2 separate regions of the Sus scrofa genome follow, and region 1 is linked to region 2. The links are chromatin contacts, called in public promoter capture Hi-C maps. All regions are on one chromosome and are shown on one strand. The core of a region is the stretch at or near the end of the contact, and the rest is flanking DNA. Distances in the headings are between cores, read along the strand shown. Region 1 holds the start of AP2B1 (adaptor-related protein complex 2, beta 1 subunit). Region 2 holds the start of RASL10B (ras-like protein family member 10B).

What was found. Promoter capture Hi-C pulls out the DNA fragments that hold promoters and counts their contacts.
Region 1: a contact with region 2 is called in a promoter capture Hi-C map of liver, with 3 times the contacts expected there. The contact joins the promoter of AP2B1 here to the promoter of RASL10B in region 2. A contact is called at or near these places in 1 of 5 promoter capture datasets (liver) and 1 of 2 datasets of contacts at active chromatin or transcription factors (alveolar macrophages).

Annotation. Positions count from the first base shown.
Region 1 is chr12:39,922,508-39,928,405 of Sscrofa11.1, forward strand. It overlaps AP2B1 (adaptor-related protein complex 2, beta 1 subunit), which reads right to left and starts at 4,371. Exons shown (of 22, transcript NM_001243183.1): 1 at 4,304-4,371.
Region 2 is chr12:39,793,800-39,800,392 of Sscrofa11.1, forward strand. It overlaps RASL10B (ras-like protein family member 10B), which reads right to left and starts at 1,484. Exons shown (of 3, transcript XM_021067407.1): 1 at 1,227-1,484.

The sequences.
Region 1 (5,898 bases), core at 3,121-5,620, 130 kb after region 2:
CAGGCTAGGGAGTGAATCAGAGCTACAGCTGCTGGCCTACACTACAGCCACAGCAACTGGGGATCCAAGCCATGCCTATAACCTACACCGTAGCTCATGGCAGGCCAGGGATCAATCTCATCCTCATGGATACTATTCGGATTGTTTCCACTGTGCCACAACGGGAACTCCCACACATATTAAATTCTTAACAGAAGTTTTCAACACAACCTGTTAAATGTTCAACTACCCTAGTCTGAAATCCTACCTTTATTAGTGACTCACACATTTCATTACTTTTTCTAACAAATTTCATCACTGAAGAATAGATTTCTGTCCTATTCATTGTGAGCACTAAGTGTTCTTAACTAAAGAATAATGTCCCGCCCACAAAATTTCAGGGAAGAGGAGAGAATCAAGCACATAATCTTAGATCCTAAATTAAGAACCCTTGCTTTTAAAGAGAAAGGAGAAACTTAAAGAGAAAAGGAGAAACTTTTAAAGAGAAAGGAGAAACTCTCAGCTCACATGTCCCACACAACAGTAATGAAATACCCCTTATACAAATTGGCAGAGAAACATTTTATCAGGTCAGTCCCTGCCTTAAGCCAAAAGAAGCGCTAAAAAATAAAAATCATTTTGGAGTTTCCTGGTGGTACAGTGGGTTAAGGGTCCAGCGTTGCCACTTCATTGGCTTGGGTGACTGCTGAGGTGCAGGTTGGATCCTTGCACCTAGAACTTCTGCATGCCGAGAGCGCAGCCAAAAAAAATAAGAATAAAAAAATAAAAATAGTCTAAATAAAAACAAGTAAGAGGCAGGGGTTGCACCACACTGTCAATGTATTAAACTGTTCACTCTAAAATGGTTCATTTTACGTTTTGAGAATTTCTTTCTTTTTTTTTTTTTTTTTTTTTTGCCTCTTTAGGGCTGAATCCATGGCATATGGAGGTTCCCAGGCTAGGGATCTAATCGGAGCTATAGTTGCCGGCCTACGCCACAGCCACAGCAACGCCAGATCCAAGCCACGTCTGCAACCTACACCACAGCTCATGGCAACGCTAGATCCTTAACCCACTGAGCGAGGCCAGGGATCGAACCTGCAACCTCATGGTTCCTAGTTGGATTCGTTTCTGCTGTGCCATGACAGGAACTCTACATTTTGTGAATTTCACCTCAAGAAATCACATATGCATATATTTTTATCTATTTTTTTGCTTATGTATATATCTTTAAGTGAAGTATTCTTAATCACATACCAGAGAACAGAGCCAGATTCTCCAAAATATGGGATAATGAAAACTGTTGTCTGTTTTAGAAGACAAAACAAAAAAAGGCAGCCAAGATAGAGCTCAAGGAACAAATCAAGTATTTTGCTGAAGAGCCTCAAGAATTAAATTCCTCCTAGGGAAGAAAAAATGTGTTCCTCAGGAGAGCCCTAGGGGAAAGCAAAGCCATTGTGGAGTTGGAACTCTCACTATCTTTTCACCAAATCAAGCTAGACAAGTCATGGCTGTTCTGAGGACCTGAGCTATGACCTCGGGACACTATGTTAAAAAATAAATAAATAAAGCTGCCACAGTCGAAAACATAATTACTCTTATTTTCCTAGCTCCGAGTGTGATGTCACTGCATTTCAGAAAAGGCCTCTCTGTACAAGATCATACATCTAGATTTAACATAACCTAGTTTCTACTAAATATAGGTTGTAAAAGTCCCTTCTCAACTATTCCTCTCCCCTTCCACTGCCCTAAAGAGAATCAGGCCAGAAAAAAATTAATAGGGTGTTAATTTCAAATGGTTCTCTGGGACATGGCAGCTAAATTAGAGTTGGCGAGGCCACTAAATCTCCTCTCTTCACATAAAGTTGGGCTTTACACAGTTGGTATTTATAGGGAAAAAGTGAAACAGTAAACCAAATTATAAAGCAAAAAGGTCATTCTACAATCTTTCATTACAAAGGTGAGCGGTGCTAATTAGAATTTTCAATAATGCAAAGGCAATAGCATCTTCTGGTACCATTTATCGCATAAGAAATTACAAGAATTGGGAGTTCCCGTCGTGGTGCAGTGGTTAACGAATCCGACTAGGAACCATGAGGTTGCGGGTTCGGTCCCTGCCCTTGCTCAGTGGGTTAACGATCCGGCGTTGCCGTGAGCTGTGGTGTAGGTTGCAGACGCGGCTCGGATCCTGCGTTGCTGTGGCTCTGGCGTAGGCCGGCAGCTACAGCTCCGATTCAACCCCTGGCCTGGGAACCTCCATATGCCGCGGGAGCGGCCCAAGAAATAGCAACAACAACAACAACAAAAAAAGACAAAAAGACAAAAAAAAAAAGAAATTACAAGAATTGACTACAACAGACACAGCTGTAATTTCCATTTAAAATTGACTACAAAGTAATTTGTTAGTTCTATACAGTGGGAAAGAAGTTTTACATCCAACTCTTAACTGAAATAAACTCTGGAAAACTTAAGCCTGGAAGGAAAGAAAGAAGGAAGGAAGGAAAACATGTCCTATCTAATTCTATGCACCTTGGTTCAAAACTGTGCCTAGGAGTTCCCGTCGTGGCACAGTGGTTAACAAATCCGACTAGAACCATGAGGTTGCGGGTTTGGTCCCTGGCCTTGCTCAGTGGGTTAACGATCCAGCGTTGCCGTGAGCTATGGTATAGGTTGCAGACGAGGCTCGGATCTGGTGTTGCTGTAGCTGTGGCCTAGGTCAGCAGCCACAGCTCTGATTCAACCCCTAACCTGGGAACCTCCATATGCCGTGGGAGCGGCCCTAGAAACGGCAAAAAGACAAAAAGACAAAAAAAAAAAAAAAAAAACCTGTGCCTAAAACAGGTTAAAATATGGGTTTAAGGGTCCCACGTTGCTGTGGCTCTGGTGTAGGCTGGCGGCTACAGCCCTGATTAGACTCCTAGTCTGGGAACCTCCATGTGCCACGGGAGCCGCCCTAGAAAAGGCAAAGACAAAAATAAGTAAATAAATAAATAAAATATGGACGTGTATAAAAAAGAAAAAGTTCTTCTGAACTGGACTTCCTTGAGTCTCTTCAATCACAGAATGTTAACTTATATTAATTTTGCCACCCAACTTTCACTGAGGCGATTAGCAGAACACACTATGCTTTCTGCTTCTTTGGGAGTTTAAAATGTTAAGATACCTGCAAAGAGTTCTCACCTTACCACCACGCTTAGTCATCATTGGAATGTGTTACACGTTTTCTTGTACAGCTGCACCTCCTTCATCTGCTTTCTATTATTACTTTGTAAGTGTACCCTGAGGCTAAGCAATAGAAGTACACCAGGAAGGTGATTAATGATTTAAATTGTTCCCCGTAGAGACCACTTTCTTTGCCATTCTCCCTTTTCTAAAATTATGGCGTTTACTTTCTCTTTTAAACCATAATAATTATAACAGTGTTGGCATTTAAAAAACACTTCTTTTTAAAAGTTAAAGTTTAATGAAGCGTCCACATTTTATTCACACTGCTTCATAATGAGGCAGCATAATGACAACTTCGTAATGAAAGAGTTCAAAAAAAAGCCTGCCCCCAAAAAGAAGGGTGCTCTGAAAACAGCATGAATCAATTCTTCGGATTCAAAGAATATATATGGAATAACAGGAAGTTCCCGTGTCTTTACCTCTGTCTTAATCTACAGTCTTTCTCAAACCAGACCATTCCTGCTAAGACCAGAAAGAAAAAATTCCGGGCTAAGATTTACTCCCACTTGCTTCCCTCCCCCTACATAGGGTCAATTCCGGAGGTTTTTCTTCCCTTTCTCCAACGTCAGGAATTCCTCCTCCTCCCCCCAGATGGTCATGACTCTAGGGATAGGTTCCTCCATTACAAGGTGGGGAAGAGGTGTCTCAACCTCAAAACGACGGGAGACTGGCGAGGATTGCTTATCAATGAGCAAAGCTTTGGGGGAATCCCTTTTCCCTTCTACTGGCTGGACACGTCCCAGCCTCTCAATGAACGACGCCAAACCGGGAAGGAAGGGTCTCCCCCTGGCCTCCAGTCTTTACTGGCCACACCCCTGGCCCATGGCCCTCGTAATCCCCCGACTTCAAATATACCTTTCTTTCCCCCAGTGTCCCCCAACTCCCAGTTGCCACCCCGAGGATTCCCCCGCCCCGCCTCAGCGGTGGAGTCCCTTTCTCCAACCCTATTCCTCACAACGGTCACACCCGACGGCTCACTCCCTCCTCAACGGTCACGCTCCTAGGATTTCCTCTCCTCCGCTCGTCTCCAACCTAACCTGGGGTTCCCCCTTGCCCATCAAAGAGGGACACACCCCAAAGTTAGCCGCCTTGAACTCACCGGAGGCAAGGGTGGGGGTGGCGGCAGCGGCCAGAGAGCACGGCCCGAGCGGTGTTGTAATGGTTTCCTGCACGTCACGACTCCTTCTCCAGGTCTAAGCCACTGCGCAAAACCCACTTTGCCAGGGACAAAGATGGAGGACAGGAAGCCCCTGACGTCAGAGAACCTCGCCGCGTGGCGTCATCCAGGCGCGCGAGAGCACCAGAAAGGCAGCGCTCTCTGTCGCCTTGGAGACGAAAAAATTTTGCGCGGCAGGGAGAGACCTGAGGTCAAGGCCTCTGAGGAAGTTCAGTGGCTCTCCTAAGGGATCTATTAAACAAGCTGATAGTCTTTGGAATTTGTTTCCTCGCGTAGGTATTCTTTAAAAATTTACACATACGGTAAAAATCCCCTGTTGCTTTCTGTTAAAAACAAAAAACCCCGGCTAATTTTCCTGGCCAATTCAAGGAAGTGAACAATGGTGATCCAGCCCAATGGTGATCCAGTGGGACTGGAGGAGAGTGGGGCAAGGAAAAGAGGCTAACATAGCATCAGAGCTGAGTTCGAATCCCTGTCCTGAATGTGATTATGAAAGTAACTTAATGTCTCAACCTTAGCGTTCTTACCTATAAAATAAAGCCAATGATATAACTCAATCCAGTTTGTGAAGTTTTAACTGGATTAAGTAGATAATATGCCTAGCATGTAATATGGGTGCTGGCACAAAAGCAGCCTCCTTCAGAAACCAAGATCCAAAAATCTCTGCACCTTCCCCTCAAAACATCCCACCTTAATCTTAAGTAATAATGGGGGGGGGGTGTGCTGGGGTTGTGGGATGGAAATCCTATAAAATTGGATTGTGATGATCACTGTACAACTATAAATGTAATTCATTGAGTAATTTAAGAAAACTTAAGTAATAATAATAAAGTATTTAACCAAAAAAGATAGGAAGACAGCCTGAGGCAGAAGCTTGGAAACCAAAATACAAACAGGACTAAGGGTAGAGAAGTAGAAGGAAAAGCAAGCAGTTGTAATGATGTAGGATGTTTTTAGAGTTCTATGAAAGTATAAGAACTATATATCTCTTAGGCCCAGCTTCCCTCCCCCAAATTTGTTGAATGAATAAATGTATGAATGAGTGGTCAACAGTAACAGCTGCTATAGAGAAAAGGAGGAAGGGCTGAAAAGTGTCCAAGGATTTAGCAACACAAAGGTCTTTGATGTCATTGCTGAGACCATCAGAGATAATGAAGGCAAAGCCCATGCTGCAGAAGTGCGAAGATAGATGGGAAGGAAATGAAAACAAGAGTTACAGACAAGGAAGTCCCATTGTGGCTCAGCGGGTTAAGGACCCGAGTTTTCTTTGTGAGGATGCAGGTTCTATGCCTAGCCTCACTCAGTGGGTTAAGGATCCAGCGTAGGTCACAGATATGCTGCTCGGATCTGATGTTGCCATGGCAGGGGAATAGGCCTGCAGGTCCCATTTAACCCCCTAGCTTGGGAACTTCCCTATGTAACAAGAGTTAGAGATAATTCCCTATATTAATGAAATGAACATATAAATGAAAAGAGATATAGGGTGGTATTCAATGGAGAGAATAGCAAAGTTTTTT
Region 2 (6,593 bases), core at 234-2,733:
TGTGCAATTCTCATTTTATTGACGGTAAAAGCAAAACCAAAAACCCACAAAGGTTTAGGGACATGAAGACCACATAGCCTGTTGAGCTGTCAACTAAGACTAGGACCCCGATCTCCTTCCTGCCCCACACAGGGTCTTTTCTCCACCAAGTACTTAGCTACTTATAAAAGCTCCCAACTAGGGGAAGTACCAGTCCCTTCTCCCCACAAATCCCTCCAGGGCCCTAGGCCCCTCAGCATCCCTGGACACTGTTAGCTTGGCAGAGAGCCTCGGCTGGGTTAATTACATAACCAGCACAAGCAGGTGGGGCGGGGGGCATCTTAGGAGAGGAAGGCAGGGCAATGAATGCAAGAAGAGTCCCTGCCTCTCCCTGGGTGTGGCAACTTAGAGGTAACTAGGAGGTACCCTACCTGCACTTTCTCCTGGGCACCACAGTCCCTGCCCAGAAATCTACGCTTTCGGGGGGAATAGCTGGGAAATAAAATCAGGGCACAGTGCTGGAGCCAAGAAAGGGAGTGCAAGAGAGGCCCCTCGGCTGGGGCCAGCCTCCCGAGAACTCACCAGGCCCAAGTGTGGCCCTGTCTCTGACTCAGAGGTGACTGGTGCCCCCTCCTGCTTCCCAGGCAGGGGTCCTGGGTCAAAGTGTTTATTAATCCAACATCCTCAGCTGGGGAGGGGTGGAAGAGGGCTGTCCGGAGAAGCAGGGCCCAGGCCCCCGAGCCTCCCTCCCCAAGGCCTGTGCTCTGCAGTGAGTCTGCAGACAGCGCCCGCCTGGGGACATACACTGGGGCCAAAGCCTGCTTCTTGGTCCCCTCCCCTGGGCCTGGACACCTGAGTCTCCAGCCCCAGACTGAGGGCGGGGGCTTTGCGGGTCCCGTGGGCCGAGTCACACGTCTGGCCGCTGTCTGTCCCCAGCACATTCATGTGGGAGAGGGTGGGTGGGGGCGTCGGGAGGATACTGAGCTCCCTATGACCTGATTGGTAGGAGTTGGGGTGGGGGGGATACAAGAGCCCAGCCTGCTCTCCGCCTCCAGGACCTTGCAGGCACCCCCCCACCCCAGCTCCAGCTCTCACGTGGCTGCCCCGCGCCGCTTCCCCGCCAGCCCGCCGGCCCCTTCCTTGCTCCTCGCCCGGGGTCCCCCGGCGCCGCGGCCGTCTCCCCCATCGCCCCCCCACCGACCCCCCCAGGCCCCGGCCCTCCCGCTCCCCCGCCTCCCGGCGCTTACCCGGGGCCGTCCTAGCTGCTCCCTGCCCGGGCCGGCCGGCCGGCGGGGCCGCGCTCCCCCGGGCTCCGGCGCTGCCCCCCGGCTCCCCGGCCCGGGGGGAGAGAGGTGGGGGCGCCCCCGGCCGCTCAGTCGGGGCGGACTCGGGGCGGGCTCAGGGCGGGCGCGGGGGGGGCAGGTGCTGGCCGCCGAGGGGGTAGGAAACCTCCAGCCCGGCTCTCCCTCCGGAGCGCGCCGCCCGCTCGCGCTGGAAGGAGGAGGAGGCGGGAGCCGGCGAGGCGGCGGGGCGGGCGGGCGGGCGGGCGGGGGGGGGCGTGCCTGGCTGGCGTTCCGCAGGGTCCCTGAGCCTGACATGTTCCCTTGGCGGTCCTGGACAGATTCTTTTCATCCCGAGCCTTGACCTTCACCCCTCCCGACTCTCCCTGCGGTATTTTCAGCTCTAACCTGGAGGGGTGGGAGAGAGGGACGGAGAGACCCCGCAGCCTTTTGCTTCACTCCATATCCTTCCCTCCCCCCGCCTCCAACAAACACCCCAGGTTCCCTCAGTACGCCTGTCCTTTGACCCTTCCCAGTTCAGTCACTGGACAGGCGCCCACTGTGTGCTTTGCACGGTGTGCTCCAGGCGGCATCCAGACTCTACTCCAACCGCTAGAGGACTGACAAAGGGTGGTCCCTCTCACCCTTCACTGCAGCAGTGAAAGGAAGACAGAGCCGGCTAGCAAAGCAAAGCTAATCCCCGCCCAATGAACGACCTCCGTCCCCTACAAGCACCGCTCCCTCTCCTCTCCTCTCCAGCCTGGGAGACGCCCCCTTTTGCCTGGGTCGAGGGCAGAATCGCTTTGTATTTATTCTAAAACAGGCATGGTCAGTGTCATTCACTGTGGCTAGTTAACATTTAATGAGCATGTACTATGTGCCAGTGTGCTCCAGGCTTTGCTAGCATCTTCAAATTTAATCCTCACACTACTCTGAGGTGGTCTTGTTTCCCCCATTTTTACAGATAAGGCTGAGAGAGGCTGAGTGACTTGGTCTTAAATGAAGTGTAAAATGGAATACAAAGATGGGGGGGCGGTCTGGGGAGTTCCTGTTACAGCTCAGAGGTAATAAACCTGACTAGTATCCGTGAGGGCGAAGGTTCGATCCCTGGCCTCATTTAGGGGGTTAAGGATCCAGCATGGCCCTGAGCTGTGGTGTAGGTCACAGACGCAGCTTGGATCTGGCGTTGCTGTGGCTGTGATGTAGGCCAGCTGCAGCTCTGATTCAATTCCTAGCCTGGGAACTTCTGTATGTCACAAGTGCAGCCCTAAAAAAAAAAGATTGGCCTCCTGCAGAGCAGCCACCACTGAACTTGAACTTGGCTTAGTGCCACAGTTCATTCAGTGGGGCAACCTGAAGCAGACACACCACGGTGCTACAGATGAGAGAAGTTGGGAGCCACTTACAGAGGTTTGAGAAGGGAGTGGAGGAAAGGGGCCTAGGGTCCTGAAAATGAGGAGAGGAGGCTGAGAAGTTGGTTGAGAAGTCACAGGGGCCTTGATTGCCAGGTAAGGAATTTGGACCTAGCCCTGTCTGGCTGGGGAAGCCTAGAAGGCCTGAGCGGTTTTGAAGCAGGACAAAGTGGCCTTTGGGTGCCTGTAGGGCAGGGAGGAGGAGCAGGGAAGCAGGGAACATCTCCCAAGTATTTTAACTCCCGGGACCCAGCATCCGTGCTGTGACTTTCCGTTCTTTTGTTCTTTTTAGTACTCTCAGCCCAGCTCTTCACAGGACCATTTTCCACCTCTCTGCAGGCTCTGCATTTTACACACACCCCCAGTCGCTCCCCATCCTTCTCCTGTCCGTCCACTGAGCCTAGTGGTTCAGAACCTGAGCTTCGGAATCAGGCGGATCTGAATTTAGATCTAGGCCCTACTACATGCTGTGTGACTGGGGGCAGGTAACTTGAACTCTCTGAATTCTGCGCCTTATTTGTAAGAGGGAGAGGTGATCAGCGGTCCCCAGGGCATAAAGGAGCCTGTGGTGTGTCAAGTCCCTAATGCAGGGCCTGGAGTGGAGTCTCCCTGTGTGGCCTTTAGTTCTCCCTCTCTGTTTTGGAGACACAGCCATTCAGAGGGAAGGGTGAATGCCTCCTTGGCAAAGCATTTCCGGGTAGTCTAGAAAGGCTCCCAGGTGCTGGGGCGGGGCTTTGAGAAGGGCCAGGGCAGCAACTAAAACAATTACAGGGCCTAGAAGGATCGAGGCCCTCTCCTGGAGTACCACTTTTGTTCTGGAGACATCAGACTTACTGCCCCTGTGGGATGGCAATGGGGTCACCAAGAAACTCCTAATTTGATTAAATTGTTCAGGACACTGCCAATCTCCCCACTGTATCTGAAAATCTTTCATCCTGACCCTACCCAAAGATCCCGGCTTTATGTCTACTCCCCCAGCCATGACCCTCCATTCTGGTTCCATTTCAGCCCAGAGGGGACTAGAAATAAGAAAGCGTGTAATGCTCACACACACCCAGTGGCCAGGCTGCTCAGAACTCTCACCTTAGCTATGCTAGGGGCACACAAAGCCACAGGTTCATTATGAGGCTTCGCGTGGGTCTGCAGCAATACGTCTTTTTAGGGCTGTATCTGCAGCATATGGAGGTTCCCAGGCTAGGGGTGGAACTGGAGCTGTAGCTGCTGGTCTATACCATAGCCACAGCAACGTGGGATCCGAGCTGCATCTGTGACCTACACCACAGCTCACGGAAACGCCGGATCCTTGACTCATTGAGGGAGGCCAGGGATTGAACCTGCATCCTCATGGATGCTAGTCAGATTCGCTACCCACTGATCCACGACGGGAACTCCGATGATTGGTCATTTAAAGCATTATATTTTCTATAAAAAAATAAACCCATGGTATTAACATAAATGTAAACTGTGCCTGAATTTAAGGCTCTGTTGAGTCACTTTGGTTTGTGGCCAGTCACTTTGGGCTGGGAAGTTACGCCCCTAGGAGCCTATTCTGTGATCCGGAGTACCTCGGTGAAAAAATGAGAGGCTCTGTCCTCAGACTGTGGCTCTGGTTCAGCTGAGGATGCCTGAGGTGCAAGCTGAGGCTCCAAGGAATGGGAGGCAGAGGCCCACCCACAGCATCTGAACCCCATACACGGAGTGGGACAGAGAGAACAAGGACCCGAACCTACCACTCCACTCTTGCTCCATCATAGCCGAGGGTCCCACTGGCTTTCAGACTCTCTGGCGAGATCCTGGGGTCTCTTTTTGCACTCCTCTTTGGCCTGTGGCATATAGAAGTTCCTGGGCCAGGGAACAGACCCAAGCCACAGCGGTGACCTGAGTCACAGCAGTGATAACACCAGGTCTTTAACCCACTGGGCTACAAAGGAACTCCGATCAGATCCTGGGCTTTGACAGGAAGCGGAGAGTGAATGAAACAAGGGAGGGAAGGCCAGGGGCTAGACTTGCACATCGCCCTCTAACACCTACCTGGCGGGGAAGGGGGGTAGTGGAGTTCTCTCAGGCTCAGAATGTTGGGGCGGTCCTGTCTCAAAAGGATCCTCCCGGAAATTAGGTCCATCTGGGTCCATCCAAACCCTAAATTAGCCTTCCCCTTGTTGGCAGCATCAAGAACGGCAGGGCAAAAGCTAAATGAGAAACTGAGACGGCAACTTTGGAGCCAACTCGGAAACTTTTCAAGAAACATCCTTGTTGCTAATAACGTCTGGGGGCTGGTTGGGATTCTAGGATTAGTGTTCAGGAGATAGAAATGGGTAACAACGGGGGAGGTGTGATCTTTCCCAAGTGCCACACCAGGTATTAAAATAAACAGGCTCTTGCCTCCTGGAGCTGGGGGTGGCAGGGAAAAGAAATCTGGGTCCAAGCAAAACCAGAAAAAGCATCAATACATTGAGGTGGGAGTAGGAAGGCTCCAACCTGGGAGTCCTCAGCTGTTCTCTGGCTTCAGATACAATGTACCTGCCATCTCAGTATTTCCTAGTTGCCATGGGGAGTCGGGGCAGAGAGGCTGGCGCGATCTCAGGGGCAAGTCTGCGGCCAGGGTGCCCTGCTTTGGGAGACTGAACACACTGGGATCTGAGGGGCTTAGCAGGGCTGGCTGTTGGTCTGGTGGCACAGAGTGGGGAGGGGCTATCACAAATCTCCGGTGGGCTGAAGGGAAGCTGTAATGTAGCAATAAGGACAGAGGGAGCCAGAAGATTTAATTTTGCCCCACCTCACCTGAAATATGGGGATAAAGCCCTCAATTCACACGATGGGCAGAGACCCGGCCTGAAAGTACTTGAGCCTTTTTCAACTTCTAATGTTTCTACGTGAACATTATTGTAGAAGAGGAAGTCTTACTTGGGCTATTATTCTCAACCCTGCACTTTTATTTTATTTACTTATTTATTTTTTTGGTTGCCCCTGAGGCACATGGAATTCCCAAGCCAGGGATCAGATCTGAGCCGAGGTTGTGACCTAAGCTGCAGCTGCGGCAACGCCGGATCCTTAACCCACTGTGCGGAGCCAGGGATCAAACCTGTGTCCCAGCACTCTGAAAACGCCGCCAATCCCTTTGTGTCATAGCAGGAACTCCTCAACCCTACACTTTTATTTATTTATTTTGCTTTTCTTAAGGGCTGCCCCTTCGGCATATGGAAGTTTTCAGGCTAGGGGTCAAATTGGAGCTACAACACCAGCCTACACCACAACCACAGCAATGCAGGATCCGAGCCAAATCTGCAACCTATGCCACAGTGCACGCCAACGCCAGACCCCTCCTTAACCCACTGGGCGAGGCCAGGGGTCAAATCCCCCTCCTCATGGATCCTAGTTGGGTTCGTTAATCACTGAGCCACAAAGGGAACTCCCTCGACCCTGCACTTTTAGAAACACCTGGGGAGTTTTCTGAACTGTAGCTTGCCCCAAGCCCCACCCAGCTGGCCCAGAAGAATCATCGTCCTCTCGTGAAAGCTCTTGGGTGGTGGTCATTGTTCATCCCAAAGTTGAGTGCCTCTGCCCTAAGGAGTTTCTTGGTCCAAACTGACACTCTTAGCTGGTGAACCCAATTAGATCTTAGTAAGGCCCATCCCCTTTCACATCTTTGAACCTCCACAAAGACCACACTGACCCCATTCCTCCCCAACTATTATTCCGATCGCAACTTGGGCTAACTGCAGCCCAGCACGCGGACACCACCCAAGAGTTACTAGCTGCTGAAGGGTTTGTTCACGCTGTTTGGACATCCATGCAATAAAGGCAGTTGCCATGGTATGCACTGTGCAAAGCACCTTAGCACTCACTCTGCTGGTGACAGAGGTTCAGGGACTTGTCCTGGGGAAATGTGGCATTAGAGCTCTGAGCCCCCTTCCCCCACTTC